2 separate regions of the Hordeum vulgare genome follow, and region 2 is linked to region 1. Evidence: chromatin contacts called from public Hi-C data. All regions are on one chromosome and are shown on one strand. The core of a region is the stretch at or near the end of the contact, and the rest is flanking DNA. Distances in the headings are between cores, read along the strand shown.

Region 1 (5,527 bases), core at 538-3,037:
GATGACAACATTGTGATAATATAATAATGAAAGGAAGACGGTGGGGATGGGCCAGCGAATAAAATAAACAGGTAGAGGTGGCTGGTTGGTTGTGTAACAAGTGGGTCAGGCCGGCCACATGCGGACACCGAGAGACCCGTTTCGCGTCCGCGCAGACCCATTCCAATCCCAAATTTGAGCCGAAAATGGATCGACGCGGACGTTAAGCGGACGCTTTTTAGCAATGGATCCGCGTGTTGGCTCATTATTTTTGTCCGTGCGGTCTCAAACGGACGACCGCGGACGAAACGGATCGCCCCATTGAAGTTGCTCTTATATATACGCGTATAAATTCATTCCTATAAACGCATACACGCATAATCTATTTCTGTAAACACCTTCTAAAAATTAAACTGACATATTATTTTTAAATTTATGAAGTCATAGTAGACATTTAATATTCAATGGAAATATCTCCTTCCATTTAATACGCATTGATAAAGGTCTTAAAAGATATTCAAATATAATATGAACATCAGGACTTGAGCCCAAATGGGCTTGGAATATCACATTCCCTTTAACTATTTAACCTTTAGTAAGTACACATTAGACTTTGCATAACAAGATGCGCATGGTGGAAACCAATACCGATCGCACCGACAGTATGATGACATACTTCGACGAAACGGATACATCTGAATGTATTGGTAGACTGATCCGACTGCTAAACCGTCATCCATTCAGACCAAAACCTCCTTGACTTCTCTCTCCAGCTAGTTATACATGCTGCCATAAGAAGATCCCTCTTCTCTATACGCTGAAACAAAAGACGACATATAGAGTCGACGCATATATGACTATATAGCCTCCAATGGAGATATAAAATCTACTTTTAAACACATAAATTATATTTCCTTGAAATTACGCTTTCTAAGGTTGTCCGGTGCCGATATCACCCATCTATGAAGATACCAATGGAAGTCTTAAATTTAAGGAATTTTTAGCTTTATCAATCCCTTAACTAGGAATATACTTTATGCGAGTACTTTAGAAATGTCTTAAAGATGAAAAATATAAACATTTTTGTGAATTACATTGTCGTTCTTACCTGATAAATCCATACAAATTCACACATATAGCATAACTCGTCAATTCCTAGACCATCCACTCCCTATACAATTATGTACCTTATATTTTATGAGACCTAGCAACCTAGGCTTAATGGATCTCTGTAGGTTTCAGCTGACTCTACAGTGCTGATGTATACTACTTTACTTCGCCATTCGTTTCATGAATAGCTAGATGAACCTGGTTTTTTTTCACTGTTTTAACCCATAAGACAGACGTAAATAATTCATAGAATAAACTCGTTTAAAAGTATTTTCGAATCTGACCCTTTTAAAAACGTCAGAGCTCGTGGCATTGCTGCTCCACATAAAAACGTCAATCTACCGTGATGTTTTTGATCCATATTGGAACGTCAGTCTAGCATGCGTTGCAGCCTCAGACCGAAACGCCAATGACTTTGACGTTGCCACCGAGGTGACAAACGCCATGAACGTTTCTACCGCGCAGAACCAACATCTGCAGCTGAGCAGCAGCATGGGGCTTTCTCCATCTGCCATCTGCCATGGAGCAGCGCGAAGGACGTCACAAGACGAGCTAGTGCTAGGCGCGGCCGCAGTGTGGTGCGTGCCCCCTGCCACCGGTCCTATCGGCGCGCGCGCGGGGTCCTCCTCGACTGGCATCGGCCCGGCGCAGTGCAGTGCAGCGCACGCGCGCGTCGTTCGGTGCCTGCCCGTCCGGTACGGCGTCTGCTCTCTTCCGAACCGGCCTACTGCCCGATGGACCACCCACGCGGCCATCCCTGTCAGTCCAGCCTAACTCGAGCTGGTTAGCACCATCTCAATCAAGCTAGCAGCAGCAGTGCAAAGGGCATGGCCGTACGTACGTGCCTTTGTGCATTCTGCGTCGCATCTCTTTATCTATCTTTGCCAGATTATATTCCTGTGCCTAGTTTATGATGAGCGAGCGGCCGAGCATCCATGCATGCATGCATGCTGACCTAATTAACTGGTAGCCTGCGTGCCTACAGGGAGTTAGTTCGGTGTCCCACGCGCCGATAGGACCGGTGGCAGGGTGCACACACCACACTACGGCCGCGCCTAGCACTAGCTCGTCTTGTGACGTCCTTCGCGCTGCTCCATGGCAGATGGCAGATGGAGAAAGCCCCATGCTGCTGCTCAGATGCAGATGTTGGTTCTGCGCGGTAGGACGTTTGTCATTGGTGTTTCGGCGTGAGGCTGCAACTCATGATAAATTGCCGTTTGAATGTGGACCAAAAACACCACGGTAGTCTGACGTTTTTACAAACGTGGAGCAGCAACGCCACGGGCTCTGGCGTTTCTAAATGGGTCAGATCCGGAAATACTTTCAGATCGAGTTCATTCTCTGAATTATTTACGTCTTATGGATTAAAATAGTGAAAAAATCTGATGAACCGCGCATATAGATGGCTAAATTTACTGCACTATATTGTACTAGATATAATTTCCCCAATGGTTATTTGTATCTAGATAGCTATTCTGAAACAGATGGTTGATGCCTATATTTTTATTTACTTTAAGCTATAAAAGTAGCTAAAGTAGTGATAAATTTTGTCAATAAAATGGATCCTAATGAAAGTCCAACTGTATGCATGCATTCATAATTTAAGATAAAAAGGAAAGGTTGTAGTAATATGGTCTCGAAAGAATTGATTAAATCATTAGGTTTTTGATGGTTAAGCCCATGTGGATGATACGTTAACATTGATGTGAGATATGTGGTCCGCCACTTGAAATCATAGATTTGCATACAAATAAATCGATGTCTCTCTTGGACTCTTCATCGTTTATTTTATCTTCCTACCAATATATTTTTGAGAAATGTTCCGCCAAAAACTAAATCTAAAAATTGAAGTCATGTAGCCAAACCATGTGGTTCTCTTACTTCAACCAACCTTATAAATAAATGTATTGTAGTTGTATTCCATGACTAGTACAATATTATGTCTCCACATGCTTCCGCACATGCTCATCTAGGTTCAATTACCTTTGCCACTTCTCTTGAGTCAATGTAATAATCCACACATGTTCATTAAAAATGCCAATATATTTCTTACTGATTGTTATATATTATATTATTTTACAAAATATAAGTTGTTTTGGGTCACCTTATATTCACGTGAGTAGAAAATAAATTGCAAATAATGTATATCTATTATTTAGTACACATATGTCTCTGGACTATTCTATCCTATGAAGGATAATTAATGAAAAATAATCTTCAATGAGGAAGGAAAAATATCGTCTTAGATCACCAGCCAGCTCCAACCATAAGCGTGACTGCATGATCGATTACATCCCACATGGATACATGATCTAGCGGCGGATCGGGTCTGGTTCACAGTGGCAGTGACGAAATGCCAATGACATGGGCAACCAGAAACGTGCATCGACGGATTTGGGGTAGTGTGGCTACAACCTGCATCACACATGACGTTTTCACCATGTCTCGGTGTCATTGTCATTGTCGGTCTGTGTGCGCTTGAGATGGCTCTCAGAGATTTTTAACCCTTTGCCTTCTGTGACATTTTGTCCAGCCAGTAGATTTGATTGTGTTGTCATCTCTATACCAAGAATGTGCATGCAAGAGGCTATCTCTAAACATTAATACGAAATAACAATTTCAATTTCAATTTTTCATGATCATGCCGTGTGGATGCCTTTTCGTACTCTATTTTCTTTGGCAAACCTGGTGGCAACACATGATGTTTTCGCTTTGGCGGCGCTCTTCGAGAATCAGGTCTCGATCTCGTGGGTGAAAACCCTACGCCTGTCATTCTATGGCTACACCAGACAATTGACGTGTTTCTTCATCATGTCTTTGTTAGAACAATTGCTCTAGAATCTGCTAAGACATGATCTCTAGGGTGAAAACCCAATATTTGATGTGTACTGGTCAGATCCCACAGCGGGGCTTGAGCGTTGTTTCCACTTCGAATGTGTGGGTTTCGGAGAGCCTTTCTCGCAACTCTTATGTTGTAAGGAAGGTGGAGTTGCTGATGTCTGTTGCAAGTTTTCAGGCGCGTTGCTTTTCTTCCTTTTTTTGTTCTTGGATGCATGCTTGATGCCTCGACTAGATTTTAATATTATGCCCTCACAAGGACCAGCTGTAATTAGTATCCTTTTGGCTTTCCCTTTCCGAGAAAGACAAAACAACATACCAATAATAGAGCATAATACACATAATACTTCCTCCATCACGGTTTAGAAGGCGTTTTTGAAAATTCTCTAGAACCAAGGTGGTTATTGATTGACTGTGAGATGAGTTCAAAAATAACATTCACACTATGCATATAGATAAAAAATAGTACATCAAAATACTAATTAGTTACTAGGAGTAAATGTAATGTGCCTTATACCTTGTTTATTATGAAAACGCACGTAAATTTAACCGTGTTTTTAAAACCGTGATGGAGGGAGTAGCATCACTGAGATTTTCTCTTTGGACCTTCACACGATTTTCCCAAGTTGGATTCCGTCATGTACGGACCGTGGGGACTAGGGACCATAACATAATATACAACATTAATAGCCGGATCGGACCACTACCCAAGTGGCCTTTGAATGGGATAGAAATGAAGTGAATATTGAGTTGATGCAAAGAAAAAGGAAAGGAAAAAGAAAAAGAGAGGTAAGTTTATGGACGACGTGTATGACAAAACGACGTTGTGCATAGCCTCCAAAATTTATGGTGTGTTTTAAACAATTTGAAAAGCTACAGATATAATATTTCTGAAAGATTTGTTGTTAATTTAAACGCTCGCCTTCCGGCCGGAAATTCGGAGGGGACACGCATCTGTCCAGCCATGCTTAGGCGGTTGATTGCCTCACAATCTGTAAAGTAATTGGATCTCGCATTAGAGCACGGCCAACTATTTGTTTTTTGGAACTTACAATTCTGCATCTGAGAACTTACAATTTTCACAGTTGCTCGTATCAAGTTTCAGAGTAGAAACTTTAAGCAATATATTGTCAGTCACATGTACTAAAGTTTTGATTTTGTCGATCACTTGTACTAAGTTTATAAGCTAAAACTTAATAGCAACTTTAAAACTCGGCAAAACGTATTTAGAATGTCTCTTATTTAAAATCCCTAGTCAAGTAAAAAGTTTAAATCAAGTTTTGTTTTTATATTCTTTCTTTTTTTTTTAAAAAAGAGAAAGAATATAAAAACAAAACTTGATTTAAACTTTTTATTTAAAAATATGAAAGACTGAAAATCGGAAACAACGATGGATAAATGAGGACACGCGAGGGCCTCGATGCCCGATCACATATACAACACAAATCATATCTCTTCCCTACGGGTTCATGAATCGTCGGTTGCAATCTCTACTTAAGGCATCTCCAAGGGAGACGTGTAAAGCATCGGTATATGCCCGATCGAACACATTTGTTCATTGTTCCAATCCACTCGAGACATGTATTAGTTTGTAAAACTG
Region 2 (5,487 bases), core at 576-3,075, 270 kb before region 1:
GCTAGCTGCTAGCGGTAGCTATCTTGTGCGTTATATATGCGTTTCAACACGGGAAAGCATACATCACTGATCACGTCCCGTGCAGGTGTTTTTTTCTAGACAGAAAGGGAAAGAAATAGTTTTTTTTTACGTACTATAGGCAAGCAAGTTTGTGTTGGAGTTAAAGGGACTACGTGCGGGCACTGAAGACACAAATATGTAGTCAAGCATTGACAGACCATGCATCCGCCTACGTGTATCTCTCCACGCTCTACAAATTACCGAGCTTGGCTACCTTTCTTGACAGAGAGGGCCGGGCTGGCCATGCAGGACGCGCGTGTGTTGCCTAGAGGCTAGAAGGTTTCGTGCATTTATGGCGATAGAGAGGAGCGATCAGACTGCAGACGCGCCATGCCCTTCCGCCATAGGTTTGGACGCAACTAGCGACGAACACACTATAGCTAAAAAGTGACCTGACAGAAAAGACAGCATTATATTAATTATGCACAGTAGAAAAAGCACATGAAACGACGACGGACGAGAAAACGAAGTGACGCATGTGTTAATTCTCAGTCATGAGACGAGCAGTACAGCATGATTTATGTATAGTAGCGTATTAGACGTGATGCCTCAACTCTCAACACGAACTGTCGGACGTTGTAGTACAAGTTTATGTACAGTAGCATACTGGATGTGATATCTGAACTCTCGACCTAAACAGTCGGATGTCGTCTAATTTTGTGGTACACGCATACGGCCTACAGAGCTCTTTTACTAATCATATTCCATCGGAGCATTTTCACGGTTGCCAGTTTCTGACCGCAGGTGACAAAGTCATGTGCTGCCAGAAACAGTAGTCAATGCACTAGCACTATTTTTACTTACCTCTTTTGGACTGATCCATGATCCATGTGGTTGTGAGCCTGTGACTCTCATTTTTTATTTTTTTTAAAAAGGCTCGCCTGCCGATAGATGCATGCGGTATGGAACTTTTATTACTCATTAATTATGTGTATAGCGAGTTACTACCTGTTAAAATTAAAGGTAAACGAAATTAGGAGCATCCACAGACTCGTACCTGTTGCCAAGGGTGGCATGAAGTTTGACGATGAGGTCGTCCTCCTCCTTGGAGATGTTGCCCCTCCTCACCCCGTCTCTCAGGTAGTTGATCCACCGCAGCCTGCAGCTCTTGCCACACCTCAGTAGCCCTGTATACAATGGGAGCAGGAACAGATTAACATACATGCATGCATGGTAGTGATGAAATTCCTAGTTAATATGTGCTATAAGTTTCAGCTAATCAAGTATATAGTACCTGCTGCTGCAGGCAAAGAAGTAGCTAAACTAGTCATGAATGATGCTCTAGCTCGCACATGCATGGGCTTATGCCATAAGTATTTACCTGCATTCTTGGGTAGAGACCTCCATGAGCCCTCGCCGTGCTGGGCAATGTAGTTTGCGAGTATGTCGTCCTCCTCCGCCGTCCACCTTCCCCGCTTCAGCCCCACCTTCTCGCAGCACGGCGCCCTCCCCATCCCCTTGTATACGACGAGCCTCCCTATATATCTCCCAACACACGAGCAAACCGCCCGTTGTCGCCGGCCGAGGCTAGCTAGCTAGATACTATAGCAGGTCGAGCGCGGTGGGTGTAGACGTGTAGTCGATCCGCGCTCGCGTCCAAAAGGAGTTAGTGTGAGAGATCAAGGGGATGGGCGATGATCTTCCTTTGGCGGCCCTGATCTATAGCTAGGGAGGTGATCGAGCTAGCTTCGGCCACGCAGGCGGCAAGGCAAGGCGCCATAATATAGCACCGCGAGGCGTCGGCCCGGGCCGGGGAGACGGTGTTACTGGTACGTAGGATCGGGAATTAAACTTTGCCCCGAGTAGGGGCCTGAGCGGCCGTGTGGCTGGAGGCAGGGGTACGTGGGCGCCCCGGGACCTTTGGGCGTCGTGGCGCAAGGCCTCACCATCGTCCTCTTCGCGGCCTCTCCAGCGACCACGTTGTCCGCGCACATGGATCGTTATACACACCGGCCCCCGTGTACTGTGTATTTACTCGAGGATCTTCGGAAAGCGAAATACTAGTATCTGTTTACCATCAGATCAGGCTGCCCCGAGTACGTAGATATACAATTTCGTATACTAGCTACTGTATATCCCGGAACTGCATGGAGAAGATATATAAACAAGGCTTCCGATGTATATGCTTCAAGGTTCATCTCTTCCTAGCTAGCTCGTAATCTTCTCCGCCCGAGCTTCTACTTACATGCTCCCTACCCTAGATATGCTTCATCTCTTCATGTTGGTCGTCTGGTATGGTTTTCCGATCCACGAATGACTTTGTATCTCTATAAACATTACAGTATTTTTTTGGTTAATAAAGCGAGTATCACCATGCATGCATGCCAAATGGCAAAGCGATGCAGATGAAACTGGAGTACGTATTGAAAAAATGATTCCATACATTGATTCGGAAGATATCTCCTAGTGTTCACGTTTGCTGTACGAAGCATGAGATCCGGAATACATCGACCAAATCCGATGCAACACAAGACGATTCACACATCAACCAAATCTGATGCAACACAAGACGATACGCACATCGACCAAACCTGATGCAACACAACATGACGCGCACGCGCGCACCTAACACGCGTAGTACTTTTCCTCGCAAAAAGGAAAACACGGGCAGTATAACCAGTGTGTTCCCATTACGCATGCTACAAGCTAGCTGCGCTATGACGACGACTGTGATTTGTCACGCAACGTGAGCTGCGCTGTTCGTGTCTGTCCTGTGTACTCGCGGGGAAGAAAAAACGGGCCGGGCGACCTGTTCGGCCTTGGGCGAGTAATCCTGAAGATTTCCGCGTGTGCCTCGATCGACGACGCTGTGTTCCGACCGAGCCTTCCCTTTCGGTCTCTGCGGCTGTTGATCTCTAGTAGCTCGATCGAGGTGGGCAAATCGATCGATCGGGGCCGGCGCTCGGTGTCCTTCCCGGTCCAGCGTATCGATCGGTCCCTCCGTATCATGCCTCGCTGTGACGTTTGCATTAGTGCGTATAATGCCTCGAAAGTGACATGAGGTATATACCTTCGAGACGGGCCTGCACACCTAGATTCATCATGGTCGACGGAAATTCGCGTGGACACGCAGGTGCGGAGACATGCAGCTCTACATCCTCCCATGACCGTTGATGTGTGCCGTGATTCAAAAACTTGTTTGGGTTGAAATTGCCTGAAAAGAGAGGAAAATTCAGTATCCGGTGTGTACTACTTTCATTCCATAATATAACACTCCCTCCGTCCGGAAATACTTGTCCTAAAAATATATAAAATAGATGTATCTATAACTAAAATAAGTCTAGATACATCTATTTGTAGGACAAGTATTTTCGGAAAGAGGGAGTATAAGAGTGTTTTTACATTAATATAACAAACGCTCTTATATTATAGGACCGAGGGGTATATCATAATACTTCATCCAGCCATTATTCTATATCATTTTCTTCTATTTTCCGTCCTGTTCAATCTTCGATCCGTTCTTGTTGTCAATCTAGTTTCATAGACTCGTATCGTTTACCTTCTTCTTCCTTGGTGCCACTATTCCAGTTGTTAGTTGGAAGGAAAAGATTACACACAATGATGATTTAATGATCGAGGTGTTGGGCGTTGACACTAGATGTTGATATGGAAGAAAACATTATTGAGATGGATTCAAATGAAAAGGTGTTCCCAAGGAAGAAGTTTTACAATACCGAATGAAACAATTTTGATGACTATATCATCGTTATCCAATCTCATCTTATGGACCGAAACTGTATTCAAAATGCTAGAATTTTGCTTCCCGAGTGACATTCGGCCGATTGAGCATCAAGACGACCTCAAATGAGAAAGTATTCTTCACGGATTGTCTTCGTCTCGTCGAAACGACCAATTTTGATATAAAATCGTCTCAATGCGAGGTCGTATGCAGAATTTGTAGTCATCTGAATCCGGTCTTACCACATGGTGAAATGTGGGGCGAGAGATGAAACAATTGTTCGATGGGTCGCGCGAGCTGTTCGGCCCTCAAGACGACATCTAATGAAAAAACTTACAACATGAAAAAGTTTCGTCTCGTCGAGCCGATTGATTTTCAAACATATATTGTCTCGATAAGAGGTCGTATGCAACCTAAAGAGGCAAAACAAGATCATGTTGAAGTTTCAGTCGGGAAATCCGGGTTAGACTGAAATTAGGACTCTAGGACGTAAATTAATGTCATTTTCTTACAAGGAAAGCCTAGATGAATCCTTTACTTGTAGAGTAAATCCAGCCGCCTCTTAATAAAATGGAGATGCGGCCGATTGGAACAACACACAATCGAACAAATCAATCTACCACTCTTTACCTTTACCTTTATCCATCTCCTTTGTTCGTCTTCTTTCTAGTTCTTTGTTTGGAGGGCAGCGATTCACGAGGCCCTAGGGGTGGTCAGGCCGACCTAAGGAAGCCCATAGCCGCCATGCGCCCTGACGGGGTCCCTCCCAGGCGTGTGGGGTTTCGGGTCTGCAAAAGTGCAAAAGCACCCGCCGACTGTCTTGCGTATTGCGATGTCGGTCAGGTCTCCTTCGGCGTAAGCTGCGGTGCATCACCCCCCGGCGTCGAGGGTACACGATGACGTGTTCGTGTGGAAACACACATTTTGACCACTCCATTGGGGACTAAGCTTTGAACGGTTTCCAACCCATTCTTGCTACGAAGAGATCGTCATCTAGTGTTTGCAATCTAGAGAGGTAATATGAACACCCAATTCACTTATGTAGATGCAAATAATGCATATGTTGTTGTTAGATCGTTTAATGAGCAGAATGTATCGGCTAGGACTATTTTTATCCATCATGCATCTAATTTGTGCAATAGCCGATTCAGAACAATCTCCATGCTTCAAAATCATGTAAATTTAGCAGCATGCAACATCTGTATCCCAACTCCCATGCATCAGCAATCCCACAAGTATTGTGACGCCCTCGATTTGATCGTACGTTAATCATACACGCAAATGCGTACGACCAAGCTCAAGGACTCACGGTAAGATATCACAACACAACTCTAGACATAAATAAAACATACAAGCTTCATATTACAGGCTAGGGGCCTCGAGGGCTAGAATACAGAAGCTCGATAAACACACGAGTCAGCGGAAGCAACAAATATCTGAGTACAGACATGAAACATGACAATGCTTTAGAAAAGTCCAGCACAAAAGATACAACGACCGAACGAGGCGAGGCCTCCTATCTGGGAGCCTCCTAACGACTCCTGGTCTTCAGCGGCCTGCACGTAGTAGTAGGCACCATCGGTGTAGCAGTCGTCGGCGGCGGGATACGCCATCTCCTGGGCTCCATCATCTGGTCGCAGCAACGGATCAAGGGGAAAAGGGGAAGCAAAGCAACGGTGAGTACTCATCCAAAGTACTCGCAACACTAACATCAGAACTATGCTAAATATGGGGCAGTATCAAAGAAA

The links. A called contact is a pair of places that touch in the nucleus more often than the background predicts.
Region 2: a contact with region 1 is called in a Hi-C map of leaf, with 5 times the contacts expected there. The contact joins the promoter of LOC123448845 here to the enhancer-like site in region 1. A contact is called at or near these places in 4 of 6 Hi-C or Micro-C datasets (leaf and seedling).

Annotation. Positions count from the first base shown.
Region 1 is chr4H:434,379,736-434,385,262 of MorexV3_pseudomolecules_assembly, reverse strand. No RefSeq gene overlaps it. Among protein-coding and RNA genes, the nearest start is that of LOC123446567, 42 kb to the left of the region's middle. Within about 2 kb of position 1,787, at least 3 of the 3 cell types and tissues checked have open chromatin away from gene starts, as enhancers often do. A contact at or near this core is called in leaf and seedling, where this site is marked.
Region 2 is chr4H:434,644,937-434,650,423 of MorexV3_pseudomolecules_assembly, reverse strand. LOC123448845 (myb-related protein P-like) reads right to left here and starts at 1,825. Exons shown (of 3, transcript XM_045125868.1): 1 at 1,382-1,825; 2 at 1,058-1,187. The coding sequence starts at 1,514.